2 separate regions of the Mus musculus genome follow, and region 2 is linked to region 1. A link is a contact called in public promoter capture Hi-C data. All regions are on one chromosome and are shown on one strand. The core of a region is the stretch at or near the end of the contact, and the rest is flanking DNA. Distances in the headings are between cores, read along the strand shown. Region 1 overlaps Zzz3 (zinc finger, ZZ domain containing 3). Region 2 overlaps Ak5 (adenylate kinase 5).

The links. Capture Hi-C pulls out chosen DNA fragments and counts their contacts.
Region 2: a contact with region 1 is called in a promoter capture Hi-C map of pancreatic islet. The contact joins two enhancer-like sites. A contact is called at or near these places in 1 of 15 datasets of contacts at CTCF or cohesin (the NIH/3T3 cell line) and 1 of 9 other capture datasets (pancreatic islet).

What each region holds. Positions count from the first base shown.
Region 1 is chr3:152,459,351-152,465,667 of GRCm38.p6, reverse strand. Zzz3 (zinc finger, ZZ domain containing 3) reads right to left here. Exons shown (of 14, transcript NM_001080755.2): 14 at 2,842-6,317. Ak5 (adenylate kinase 5) reads left to right here. Exons shown (of 14, transcript NM_001081277.2): 14 at 1,652-2,853. The coding sequence ends at 1,720. Among named protein-coding and RNA genes, the nearest start is that of 3110067G11Rik, 27 kb to the left of the region's middle. Within about 2 kb of position 3,772, at least 11 of the 459 cell types and tissues checked have an H3K27ac peak or open chromatin away from gene starts, as enhancers often do. A contact at or near this core is called in pancreatic islet, where this site is marked.
Region 2 is chr3:152,552,674-152,558,990 of GRCm38.p6, reverse strand. All of the region lies in intron 6 of Ak5 (adenylate kinase 5), which reads left to right. Among named protein-coding and RNA genes, the nearest start is that of 3110067G11Rik, 66 kb to the right of the region's middle. Within about 2 kb of position 2,345, at least 74 of the 459 cell types and tissues checked have an H3K27ac peak or open chromatin away from gene starts, as enhancers often do. A contact at or near this core is called in pancreatic islet, where this site is marked.

The DNA.
Region 1 (6,317 bases), core at 2,523-5,022:
TAGCATAATGAACCTCTACCCACAGGACACTCTGCTCCTAACTCTTCTGAGTAATTTCACCTTTTAAAGGTTAATTAAAATAATTTTGGCTCCAGCAGCTTTGGCATTGTTCTCTTGATTGCTCCACAGCCCATCTACCCCAGGATATCAGTGGCCCTGGCAGGAATCTCAAGAATGAAGACAGCTGGTGGGAAGCTCAGCTCCTCTTTAGGTGGTAGAAGCCTCACATCAGTTCTCCCAAAAGCAAGCAAGGGCCAGGCGTGGTGGCACACGCCTTTAATCCCAGCACTCGGGAGGCAGAGGCAGGCCGATTTCTGAGTTCGAGGCCAGCCTGGTCTACAAAGTGAGTTCCAGGACAGCCAGAGCTATACAGAGAAACCCTGTCTCGAAAAACCAAAAAAAAAAAAAAAAAAAAAAAAAAAAAAGCAAGGCCGCGTCTAAGGCACACCAAGTGCATTCTCTGGCCTCCACAGCACTTCTGCTGGTCAGGCCTCCCTCTCTTTTGAAGAGGATGGGTGCCCAGTGGCTGGCTGGACACCCAGTACACAACCCTTTCTATTCCATCTGTTGCTGGCTTCCTATATTGCTCTATCCTCTATCTTCAACGACTCTGCCCCTCATGAATATCTGCTCACGGAGGCCTAGTGCCCTGTTCCTGCCCCTCTAACCCAGGCTACACTCCCAATACAGTCAGCATTCCCAGGGCAACACTGAAGGGGTCCGTGATTTCTAACAATTCGTTGAACATGGTCCTCACTTTAATGTTTAGGTGGTTTAGAGCACTTTTAGGTTCACAAGAAAATAGAAGAGTTCCCAGACACCCCATCCCCCCCCCCCACACACACACACCTCAACTATCAAAGTCACCCGGCAGAACCTACAGTCCCCCAATGGCAATGGCTGACCCCAATGCCTTACTGTTGTACACTGTATGTCTGCACAATTGGAATGTGAAGCAACTCCACCCAGACTCCTCAACTCTCTCCCATGTGCTATAACTGCTCTTTCCACCATTGCGGCTGAGCTACATAGTCTGTACCCGCTTCAGATTGCCTTGATATACACTCAGGCCTCCTCATGTCTTTAGCTCATTTCATCTTAATGCTGAGTGACCTAGACATTTACCTATGTAACTTTGTGCAGGTTTGGGGGTATTTGGGATTAACAGTGTGGAACAAAGCTGCTGGAGGGGTGTTTGAAGGAACCGCAATGCCTTCCAAGTGGCTGTGCCAGTTTTTTAGTTTTGTCAGCAATGAAGAGTTCTGGTTGTTTCACATCCTAGCCCTTTGATGACGTCAGCCTTGGGGGTTGGGCCATCTTAATAAATGTGTAGTGACGCTCTCTCATTTTAATATAGTGCTATACATTTTATTTAGTTTGAAGACAGGGTCTCGTCGTGTAGCCTTGCCTGGCCAGGCTGGTCTTCAACCCACTGAGACCCACTCTCCCCTGCTTCCTGAGTGCTCTGTGTAAAGGCATGTGCAACCACATGGGGACCTGCCTTTTAAGCAATCATTTTTCACTCTAGTCGGTGGGTCTGGGGAGTGGTCACTATTAGTGGGCAGAAGCAGGTAACCTTGTTTATTTTTTAAAAATGATCATATTTAAAAGCAAGTCAGAAGGTTAATAACTCTTTTCCTTTCAAGTACAGGTAAATGCAGAGGGAACACCAGAGCAAGTTTTTCTTCAGCTCTGCACAGCTATTGACTCTGTTTTCTGAAGGAGAAAATGCACAACTAAGTGGAAACAGAAATACATGGAATTCACCCGTAACACCTTTCGCTTTGTCCCCATCCCCACCCATTCTCGCTGGCTGTGTCCTTCCCAGCTCATCTCCTGAGAGGTTCTGGAAATCATGCATGGTACACTTCGGACTGTCCACCTTTCTCTCGTGCTGGCAATTGTCCCCACTCTGGCACTCGTCTTTGGATGAAAAGAGCAGTGTGGGATCTGCCTGTTCCAGCCCTGCCTCAGGGCCGGCTGCAGTCTGATCCACCACACAGGGACAGCATATCCCTATTTCTCCATCACAGCTTCCTCCTTCTCATGGGCTTATTTGTTCCTCCCTGATGTGGGTTGTTAGCATGGGGACAGGCTTGGACACCTCATCTGGTACTGGCTGCTTCCTCAGTTCCCATCCATGAGAGGGCCCGGAGCCCTAGTGGGCCTTTTAAATGTCCTATGGGATACAAGGTACCAAGCCAGTGGAACCTGACAGAAATATTTCAAAATGGCATTGATCAGCTTCTCTTAGAGAGCAAAGCCCAGACAATCAGTCCCACCCACTCTGGGACACTAGCTATTTTGAACAGTGTCATAGATGCTAACAACTCTGGCCAAGCCTACAAGCCGCTCCTCTCCACATGGCAGTTCGGCTCAGCAATTATGTACTTTAGTACCAGAGACCAGAGATCATTTAAAAGAATGAGAGATGATGTTACTTCACTCACTGGACAAAACCAACTTGTAGTTTTGATCTGAGACAATTACTCCCTGACATACTGCCAAATAAAAAGGAAGGAACAATCTCTCAACCGATGCCAGGGAGGGCACGCCTAGAACACGGTGTCCGGCAGCGCCTGTGTTGTGCCTGTGTCAAGGGCCTGCTCCGTGAGTAAATGCATCCCAGCGTGAAGCGTGGGTGTTTTGTGCAGAGTTGCTTGTGTCTTCTGAAACCCCTGCATCTTGCACTCGGTCACCACCACATTCAGTTTGGTTTGCATGACTCTTTCCTCAATGAGTGAGCAAACACTGGTATGGTTCCAGGACACAACTGTATTTTTAAAATCATTTTTTTTCCTCAAAACATTTATGTACAAATGAAATAAATGGAAGCCAGGATGATTCTTTCTCTATTTATTTGTAACTCACATCATTCTGGAAAGCATATGAAAGCTTTCATTCCAAACAGAAACAAACACAGTATATAGGTTAAAATTATGATCCACTTATATGATTTGGCCACAGACCAGATTTGAGCTATTACAGAGAAGTTGTTAATGTATTCATGATACATGGTCATTTTCATATTTCTTTTTCCCTCCCACTGTTTCCTAAACAGAAATGTTAGTGTGTGCTAGACAAGAAATTAAGTTCTTTGGTTACAATTAGGCCTCTGTTACCAGAAAGGGCACATCACGCCCCCACTCACATGGCTGTGAAATGCGTACACTGCCCCAAAGGTAACCGACAGGGAGCACGGACATTAGAGCAAGAATGGAAAGTGGTACTAGAGGATGACAACCCAACACACAGCACACACTGGCAGCTCTGCACCCACAGCTCTGGACGAGGCAGCAGACATGCAGGCAAGCAGCCTGGAAAACTTCAGCAGGAATCAGTACCCGGGAATGCAAGTCAGTTTTCTACAGAACAGCTAAGACACACAACGCCCACATGAATGGCTCCAAGTGACATCATAAAGTTACACTTTAAAATATGAATGGACTGTAGCGGTTTCTGCCTAGCAAAAGGTTATGTGTGCAGACAACCTCAGAACACAAGTGTAAACTCCTGCATTCAAGGCTGTGCTGCCTCGTCCCGCCCCCTAGTTGATGCATGACACACACACACACACACACACACACACACACACACACACTGCCTGTCTTCAAAGCTGCCCAGGGAAACCTAGGTGGTCCCTGGCTCCAGGTCCTTACCAATGGCGTCAGAGCTCTTGAGTCCTCTCGAAAGCTGACCCACACTGCTACCTCCCACAACTGCCAGTGACGGTTGCTTAGCCATTCAATCTAAAGCAACAGAGCTCCACGGCACTACTTTTCTTCAAATAGCATTTTCTTTCACATGGTTTATTTGCACACGGTTGTTTCCAAGCTCCACAAAGCCTGGCTTTCGTCTTACTGGAGTCCTCACATCTGTCACTTCTGTTTTCATTCTCAGTGCCTTCGCTTTCGTCACAGATACGATTGGGAAGGCTTCAGGTCAGTAACTAGTTCCTGGAACTCAATCAAGGGGACTTAACTTCCCCAACTGGAAATAAGACCCAAAATGTCACAGCAAGCATGACAGAGTCATACCCACAATACATGATCTGATTGGCTAATCACACCCTACATGTAAAGCTGGGTGCAAAGGCTGTCCTCCAGGGCATGTCACAGGACCACCTGTAGAGTCACTAGCACCTAGTGACCTACTGGACCCCAGTCCTCTCTAAACAAGAAAGAGTGTAACTTACCAGAATACTGGGTCACATAACCAACAAATATAGAGAATTCGTTAAAAAAAGTCAGAGAATAGAGACACAGACGTGAACTGTTCTCATGAGGCAAAACACGACACAATTCTCAGAAATCAATCCATTTAACAGACACATAAACCCTTGAAGCTGGGCAGTAACCTTTCCTCTTTGACTCTAGAGGTAAAGAGGACAATGCACTGGAAACTACCGGTTTCCTCCAGTGCACAAAGACTAGTGGGTTTTAACCCTGGCTATCCAGAGTAAGAAAGCTTATACAGCATATCTCACAGAGCTGTTTAAGGGAAATTACCTATTACAGTGGTGTGCCATTTTCTGTCACCCTTTAAAATCCCTTCCTACCATCTCAGTAGCTGTGCTCTGTGATTTAATGGAACTGGGGGGGAGGGGGGGAAGTCAAGGACTTCCATGGGATCAGGTTACCGAGAGGCCATGGAGAGGTTCTCCATGTGTGCTCGCAGGAGTCACAATGGTGGGATACACTGGCACTTTCCAGCCACATACGAGCCTCTCTCTTGTATTACAAACATGGACATGGCTCAGGTTTGTACTCTAGCATTGCATGAGAACAAAGGCATGGAAAACGCTTGGGAAACCAAGTGTGACAAAATGATCCATCTTGGTTAAAGTCTTATCACCTCTCTACCAATATGACCCTGAGTGAGTCATTTAATTTCTTTCTGGATAGATCTCCCATGAAAACAGGGTAATAAATGAACCTGCTTCGTTGGTTGAGAATCCAATGAGTTGCCACATGCTTGCTTTGTGCACAGTAGGTGCTAAATCAGCAATTAATTACTATTGGTGCCTCACGTTAAAGGAAACTCCTCTCCCTAACCTCAGAGCAATCACTTCCGCCGTTATTAAATGTTCCTCCAATTATAGCAAACAGCTTGAGCATCACATACCACAAATCTGTGCTACTAAGAGATCTGAAGACACAGCTTCTCAAGTCCCACTGTCAGCAGCCTTGGAAGAGACAGTGAGAGTCTTCTTGCAAAGAACAACCTGCCTACTTGTGCAACCCTCAAATACAACACCAGGAATCATTCCCAGCAAGCCATGGGGACAGTGTGCTTAGAGCTGAAAAATCCAAATAAAGACATTTTCTCTTCAAACAGGAAAAATCCACATTACTATCTCAGCTTTAAAATGCATTCAAGTAGGCTTGTTCGCTCCTGATGACGTTACAACCGTACCGCTCATACCCTTCCACATTGTACTTCACCTCTATGGGACTTCTGGATGGATCTGAACAACTATCTGGTACTATTTCTATACAGACAGGGGCAACTGTCCTGCATATTGCAGATGGACGGAAGCCCTTCGGCATGTGCACTGAGGATTTAGTGTAGAGACACATCGTTCAACTGCCTCTCCTTCACTAATAGCTCAGAGATAAAAACCTGTCAACTTTTCTGAGTACAATAGACTGTATCAATATGACCAGTGATACATAATCAATATATTATTTAAATTTCTCTTTTCTATATTTAAAATTCTGTATTTTTCTTAATTAAAAAAATTCAGGGTAGATTTTAATACCTTGCTGAGTATTGAAAAAAATTAGTAAATAATGTTCCCTGAATTTAAAAACAGGAAAAAAAAAAACAATTTTAAAAGCTAGACTAGTATTAATACTCAATCTACCATAGGATATATACTATCTTTTTTTTTTGATAACTTTTGGAAACCACCTGTTTCAACACATAGGTACTTAATTTTATTAAGAAAAAGTACTAGAATAATATTTTGACTTCTATTTAGGTTCCACATCTGGACATTAGTCAGCACCCTTACTGTGCAGTGTTTCAGCACGCTACATGAGAACACTAACACAATACATCTTCACCCTTTATAAAGAACAGAAAGCAAATACAGATGAAAAACAGACTTTTAAATAATAAATTCTACTTTTATCACTTGTTGAAAAAAAATCAAAATTTGACCCAAAGGAATCCACAACAAGCTTTCTATGATATAAACAAACATATCCACATCGTTTATTTCTCACAGTTCTCCCGACAAATGAACATTATTCAAGAACATACTGTATACACAGATAAGAAACATACAAAATGTTTTAAATGATGCACAACAA
Region 2 (6,317 bases), core at 1,096-3,595, 95 kb before region 1:
TTTTTTCCAAATGTCATAACGCTTTTTAAAGCATAGCAACAGAAACTATGTTAACAAGAGCAGCCAGGCTCAAATAAGATATGCCAACACACTTCTAGAAGACAGGAGTCAGATGGGACACAAGGCAGTCATCTAAGAAGGAAGAGAAATTCTGTCTTCAAGCATGGAAAGGGAGATCGTGAACAAGAAATAAAAGAGCCTTGGTGGGGGCTGGATTCAAACGCACCTTGGAGTCAGCACAAGGCTGGACACTAAATAGAAGTGTGTGTTGTGTTCCTGTGTGGACAGTCAGCTCCCCTGAGTGTTGTTAGCTTTTCACGCCCATCCTCTGAAAGAATTTTAAAGACTTTTTCTTTTAAAACCTAAAAAAAAAAAAACTAAAACATCACCTGTATTTGTTTACTTAAAACACCATAAAATATCCCACAAAGCAGGTGGAATAAACAGAAAATAAAAATCCTTCTTCTCCCGCTTCTGAAGGCCAAAACCTCAAGGTGAAATTCAATTGCTCTTCTGCAGCCACCCCACCCCACCCCACCCCACGTCACCCCCATCCCATGTTGTCACAGTGGGCGTCCCTCCCTTGAGTGACTTGTTCTAATCTTCTGTGACTCTCTATGTCTTCTCGGGGCATCCCTCTACGAGTGTTTGCCCCAAACTCCACATGCTGCAGCTATAATAGTCGTACTGGGGTAGGCCACCATGCCACAGAATTTTGCCTTATTCAGTCGCTTATAGCCCTAATTCCTACACACAGATACATGCTGAGGGACCAGAAAGGAAGATCTCAACGTGTAATTTATAGGAAAAATTCTGCCCGTAGCCACGAGTGCACAGCAAAGTGAAATAATAGCTAAATATGAATTGAAAACCTGTTCACGGGCTGCACCCCGCCCCACCTTGCCAAGCCCTGCCCAGCCCAGCCCGGCCCTCCCCTACCCCCGACCCACCCAGCCCTCACCTACACTGTCTAGCCACGCCCACCCTATCTAGCTCCGCCCCGCCCTGCCCCCACTCCGTCCCGCCCACCAAGCCCTGCCAAGTACAGTCCAGCCCCGCCCTACCTAGCCCAGCCCTCCCCTCCCGGTCTAGCCACGCCCCATCCTATTCAGCCCCGCCCTGCCAAGCCTAGCCCCGCCTTGTCTGTAAGTGGCTCTAGTGTCAAGAAATGTCCTCCTAACTAGAGAAGAGAGCAGGCCTCTCTGTGAGGAAATAGACTGTGCACTGGCCTTAGCCACAGCAGATGCCCTTGGACCCTGATCCTCATCAGGTGGTGGGGTTCCGTTTTTTGTTTCTCTTGACCATAATCTTCTTTTGTATGTTTTAAATAGAATCCCTCTTCCCCCTTAGATTACTGACGTGTTACAACTGTCTATGGCTCTCAGAACTCTCTTGGCATTTCTCCCTATGGCTGACGACTGCGCTTGTTGCATCATCTTTCTGGTTATGCTATTTTTTTATTTTAATTTCCTTTATTCTGCCAGTGGGTTCTTGTTAAAGAAATAAGTGAAATATGTCCCGGTGCATAAATATTCTGGAGTAATGTCCTCATTCATAAATGTGCAACAAGGAAGAATGTGTACCATAAGGAAAGAGGGAGAAACACGAGGAAATACTGTCACCATAGAACGAGCAGGATGGCAGGAAGAGAATAATAGATTAATGCAAAATGGAGGTGTAGTATTTGAGGAGTCACTACGAATGGCAGGAAACGATGTCAGGAATTAACTCTAAAATTGTGATCAAGAAATAACATAGGAGCTGGAGAGATGGCCCAACTGTCATGAGTACTCTCTGCTCTTGCAGAGGGCCCAGATTCAGTTCCCAACACCCACACAACGGCTCAGACCCATCTGTAACTCCAGTTCCAAGGGATCCAGTGCTCTCTTCTGCCTCCCACAGGCACACACAGGTAGTGCACATACCTATAGACAGGCAAACCACTCATACACATAAAATAAAAATAAAGTAAATCTTTAAAGAAAAAGATTAACAGTAAAGGCACACTATTAATAATAACAGAAAACAAATAAATCATGTTTGCCTGCCAAAAATACAAGACTGCTGGTTTTCTTTAAGCCTTAATAATGTGATAACCACAGCGTTGCTTCTTATAATGTCTGTGCTCCTGACTACACAGATCACTTTTTATAAATCAATACTATCTTTAAGCTCTTGGCCAAATAGAGATTTGAGGCTCTGTCAAGGACTATACAGGGTTACCAGAAGCCAGTCCTTTCCAAGAGTCTGTGGGGTTTTTTTAAATTCCAGGAAGACAACATTATAAGCCAGCATAGCTCAGAAACAATAGCGACAGCCCGGCTGGAATGAGTCAGCACTCCCGAGAAAAAGGTGCAGGCTTCCACTGATGGAGAAGTGTAGCCCAGAGTGTGGCAGCCAGCCCGGACAACAGAGCAAAGTGCTGGGGGGAAGGAAGGGAAGGGGAGTGAGGGGAAGAGGAAGAGGAAGAAGGGGAGGGGAGGGGAGGGGAGGGGAGGGGAGGGGAGGGGAGGGGAGGGGAGGGGAGGGGAGGGGAGGGGAGGATGCATATTGGAACTGAGAAACTCAGCATGTAAAAGCCCTTACCATCAAGTCTGACAACCTGAGTTTGGTCCTTGGAAGTAGAAAACCAACTCCCAGAGTTGTCCTCTGACCTCCACGGCATCCCCTACACACAAACACACACACACACAGACACACAGACACACAGACACACAGACACACACACATACATACACATACACACACACATACACACACATACATACATACATACACATACACACACACATAAACACACACACATACACACACACATACACACACATACATACACACACACATACATACATACACATACACACATACACACAAACACACACATACACACACACACATACACACACATACATACACACACACATACATATACATATACACACACATACTCACACACACACACACACATTCATTTTAAAGATAACAAACTTAGAAATCCACAATCGTTTGTCCTTGAAAACATTAGCAATTTTATGCTGAGTACCACTGGAAATTTCTAAGCTGTGTGATAACCAACTTTAATCATCACTAACTTTATTTCACTGAGAGCCAAGCAAAGAAACTCGGGGCCTGCTTAGCATTTTGAACGTGTGCACGTTTCGAACGTGTGCACGGAGAGGAGCACGCTTCCTTATTGTTTTCAGTTTTTATCATCATTATCATTGTCAGCGTGTGTGTACGTGGGATGTGTGTGTGTGGTATGTAGGGGTGGTGTGTGTGTCTGTGTATGTGTGATGTGTGTGTGTGGTGTATGTGTGTGCTGTAGGAAGGTGGTATGCATGTGTATGTGTTGTATATGTGTGTGTTTGTGTATTTATGGTGTGTGTGGTGTGTGTGTGAAGTGTGTTTGTATATGTGTGTGTTTGTAGTGTGTGTGTCTATGGTGGGAGTGTGTGTGTGTGTGTGTGTGAAGTCAGAAGACAACTTTCAAGCATGCTCTCTTTCCACCTTGTTGGCAGGGTGTCTCTTGTTTCTGCCATGCTGACTTTCACACTGCTAAGCCATCACGTCAGCTCAAAGGGAACAATGTCTACGAGGCGTTCCTAGATGAACAATATAGGAAAGCGCCTAACCGTGCTGGCCACTCAGTCCCTAAACCCCAGAGAGACCTCCCAGTCGGACAGTGCTGACTGGGTCCAGCGTGACTCTGCTTACAGAGGAAGTGTAGCCAGAGTGCATTGAGGCAGACTTGGGGTTACCACAGAGAAGGGTGACACTGTCTGTGTCAAGTTCCTCCTGCCCAGGATTAGCCCGACTCTTCATCTGCTCCTAGCATTTTTAAACGTTGAGGTCATTTGAAAAGCAAACAGCAATCCTGTTTATCTTCTGTCTAAAACCAACTTTTCCATCCGTAATGCGCTGCTTGAAGCAAGAAATCTATTATTTCTGAGTAAAATTTGTCTGCTAGAACCCCAGCCTGGGTATATTCTCCTACCAAGGCTTCCTTGGTTACATGTTGTCTTGTTATTCTGCTATGGCATAATGACACACTGAGTTTAGAAACCCTATGGGCATGCACATACGTAAAAGTGGCTACAAGGGGCCGGAGAACTGCCTGAGCAATTAAAAAACATAGTTGCTTTTACAGAAGACCCAGGTTTGATTTCCAATACCCACATGGCAGTTCACAGGGCATCCAGTGCCCTCTCCTGACCTCCTTTAGTACCGGGCACACACAGTGCACATGCACACATTCGGGCAAAGCACACATACACATAAAATCATAAGATATTATTTTTCTTTTCTATGGCTTTAGCGGACTCACAGCTTGCTTCTCTTACTTTATTCTATGGTGTTATTTTTGTTCTGTGCATCTGAAAATGGAACGCTGTGGAGGCGGGGCATTGACTCAGACAGTCCAGCAAAGTACCTGCCACTGAAGCTAAGTACCTGAGTTCAGACACCCAGCATTCCTGTAAAAGCCAGACATACTCCCTCGCATCTGTAACTCCACAGTTGGAGAGGGGGGATGCAGGGCTCATTAGCCAGTCATGATGGACACTCGTTGAGCCCTGAGTTTAGGGAGAAACTGTCTCAAAGTATAACAGAGAGGCTGAGGGAGATACCTGACACCAACCTATGCCCTCCATACCCATGCACACATGCATCACATAGGCACACACATGCTACATACACGTACATAAGAAGAAGGAAAGTTTTGGACCCTGTGTGTTCACACCAGCCTCAGTGTCTCCATAGTAACATTCATATTTTACAGTGAGAGGCAAACTGCTCTTAGGGGATGTTCATCACTGGAGGAAGGAAAACTGGAATTGTAGCCACAGCATCTGTCTGTCCTGTGGTGTTCAGGTTAGAGGTGCAGCAAGGAGGGTATTAGTCTGTGTGTCCTTTTCTGAGTTATCATCAGCTCATACACACAGTCTGTTAGCATGCTTCCTCAGGATCCAGGTATGTGCTGGTTTGAATATGCTTGGCCCAGGGAGTGGCACTACTTGGAGGCGTGGCCTTGTTGGAGGAAGTGTGTCATTGTGGGTGTGGGCTTTAAGACCCTCGTCCTAGCCACCTGGAAGCCAGTCTTCTACTAGCGGCCTTCAGATGAAAATGTAGGACCCTCAGCTTCTCCTGCACCATGCCTGCCTGGACGCTGCCATGTTCTGCCTTGATGATAATGGACTGAACCTCTGAACCTAATTAAGCCAGCCCGAATTAAATATTGTCTTTATAATAGTTACCTTGGTCATGGCGTCTGTTCACAGCAGTAAAACCCTGACTAAGACAAGGTAGAACCATGCCATCACGAAGAACACCGGGCTGACCCAGAGCCATGCAAGGGATCCTGGATCGTTGGCCCTCTCCCCTGATGTTGAGCACTTCTTCTGCGTAGAAACAATGGCAGTTCAGAATGAAGTCTGTGAGGAATAGTTTTAAATTCTTGTCAGTTGTGTCCTAGAATCCTAGGATCATGCAAAGTGGTTAAAACATCCGGAACAGAAGGTTCTTAGCATGTTCTTAGCATGTTTGTCTATGACCGATTAACTACCGTGTACGTATATAATTACACATTCGAAATCGGTTGTTTATGTTTAGGCCTGGCTGTGCTTAACAGTGTGTTGGGGAAGTTACTGAAAGGCATGGGATGAAAATAGAAGTTAGTTTTTTAGTATTCCTCTGATGAACAAGTTTACAAACCCCAGATTGAGTGGAGGGGAGAACCTCTGATGCACTGGGGCCTCCCTAACGAGAGTTAGTTAGTTAGTTAGTTAGTTAGTTAGTTAGCTAGTTAGCTAGCTAGCTAGCTACTTGGCTCTGCTGCTCCATAATTACTGGTGTGTCCCATACGATGGAGATGACTGACTTAAAATTTAACCAAATCCCTCTGCTGCTCACTAGATTTACTAAAGAAAAGCTAAAATCGCACATCCTAAGCGAGTATTGATATTACTGTAAGGTCAGGTGAGAATGTGGCTACTCGTGCGACTGTAACAATTATTGTACCTGGATTTAAAAAACCCACACTGACCCCTCTGTGTTTGCTCAGGCGCGTGTGTCCACTGCTGTCTCTCAGCTGTGCTAATTGTGAAGCCAGTCTGTGCAGCCCTAATAATGGCTCTGATTTGTCTTACAAGATGGCTAAGTAGGTCATGGTTTTGTGTCAGGAGGAAATGGCTTTTTCACGGTCAAAGGAACAACTGGCTTCGGTTGTGAGGTGTGTGTGCATGCACACTGTGTGAGCCCTCTAGCTGTGGTTGTGAGCTGTGTGTGCACGCACCCTGTGTGACGCATGGACACCTTGCCTG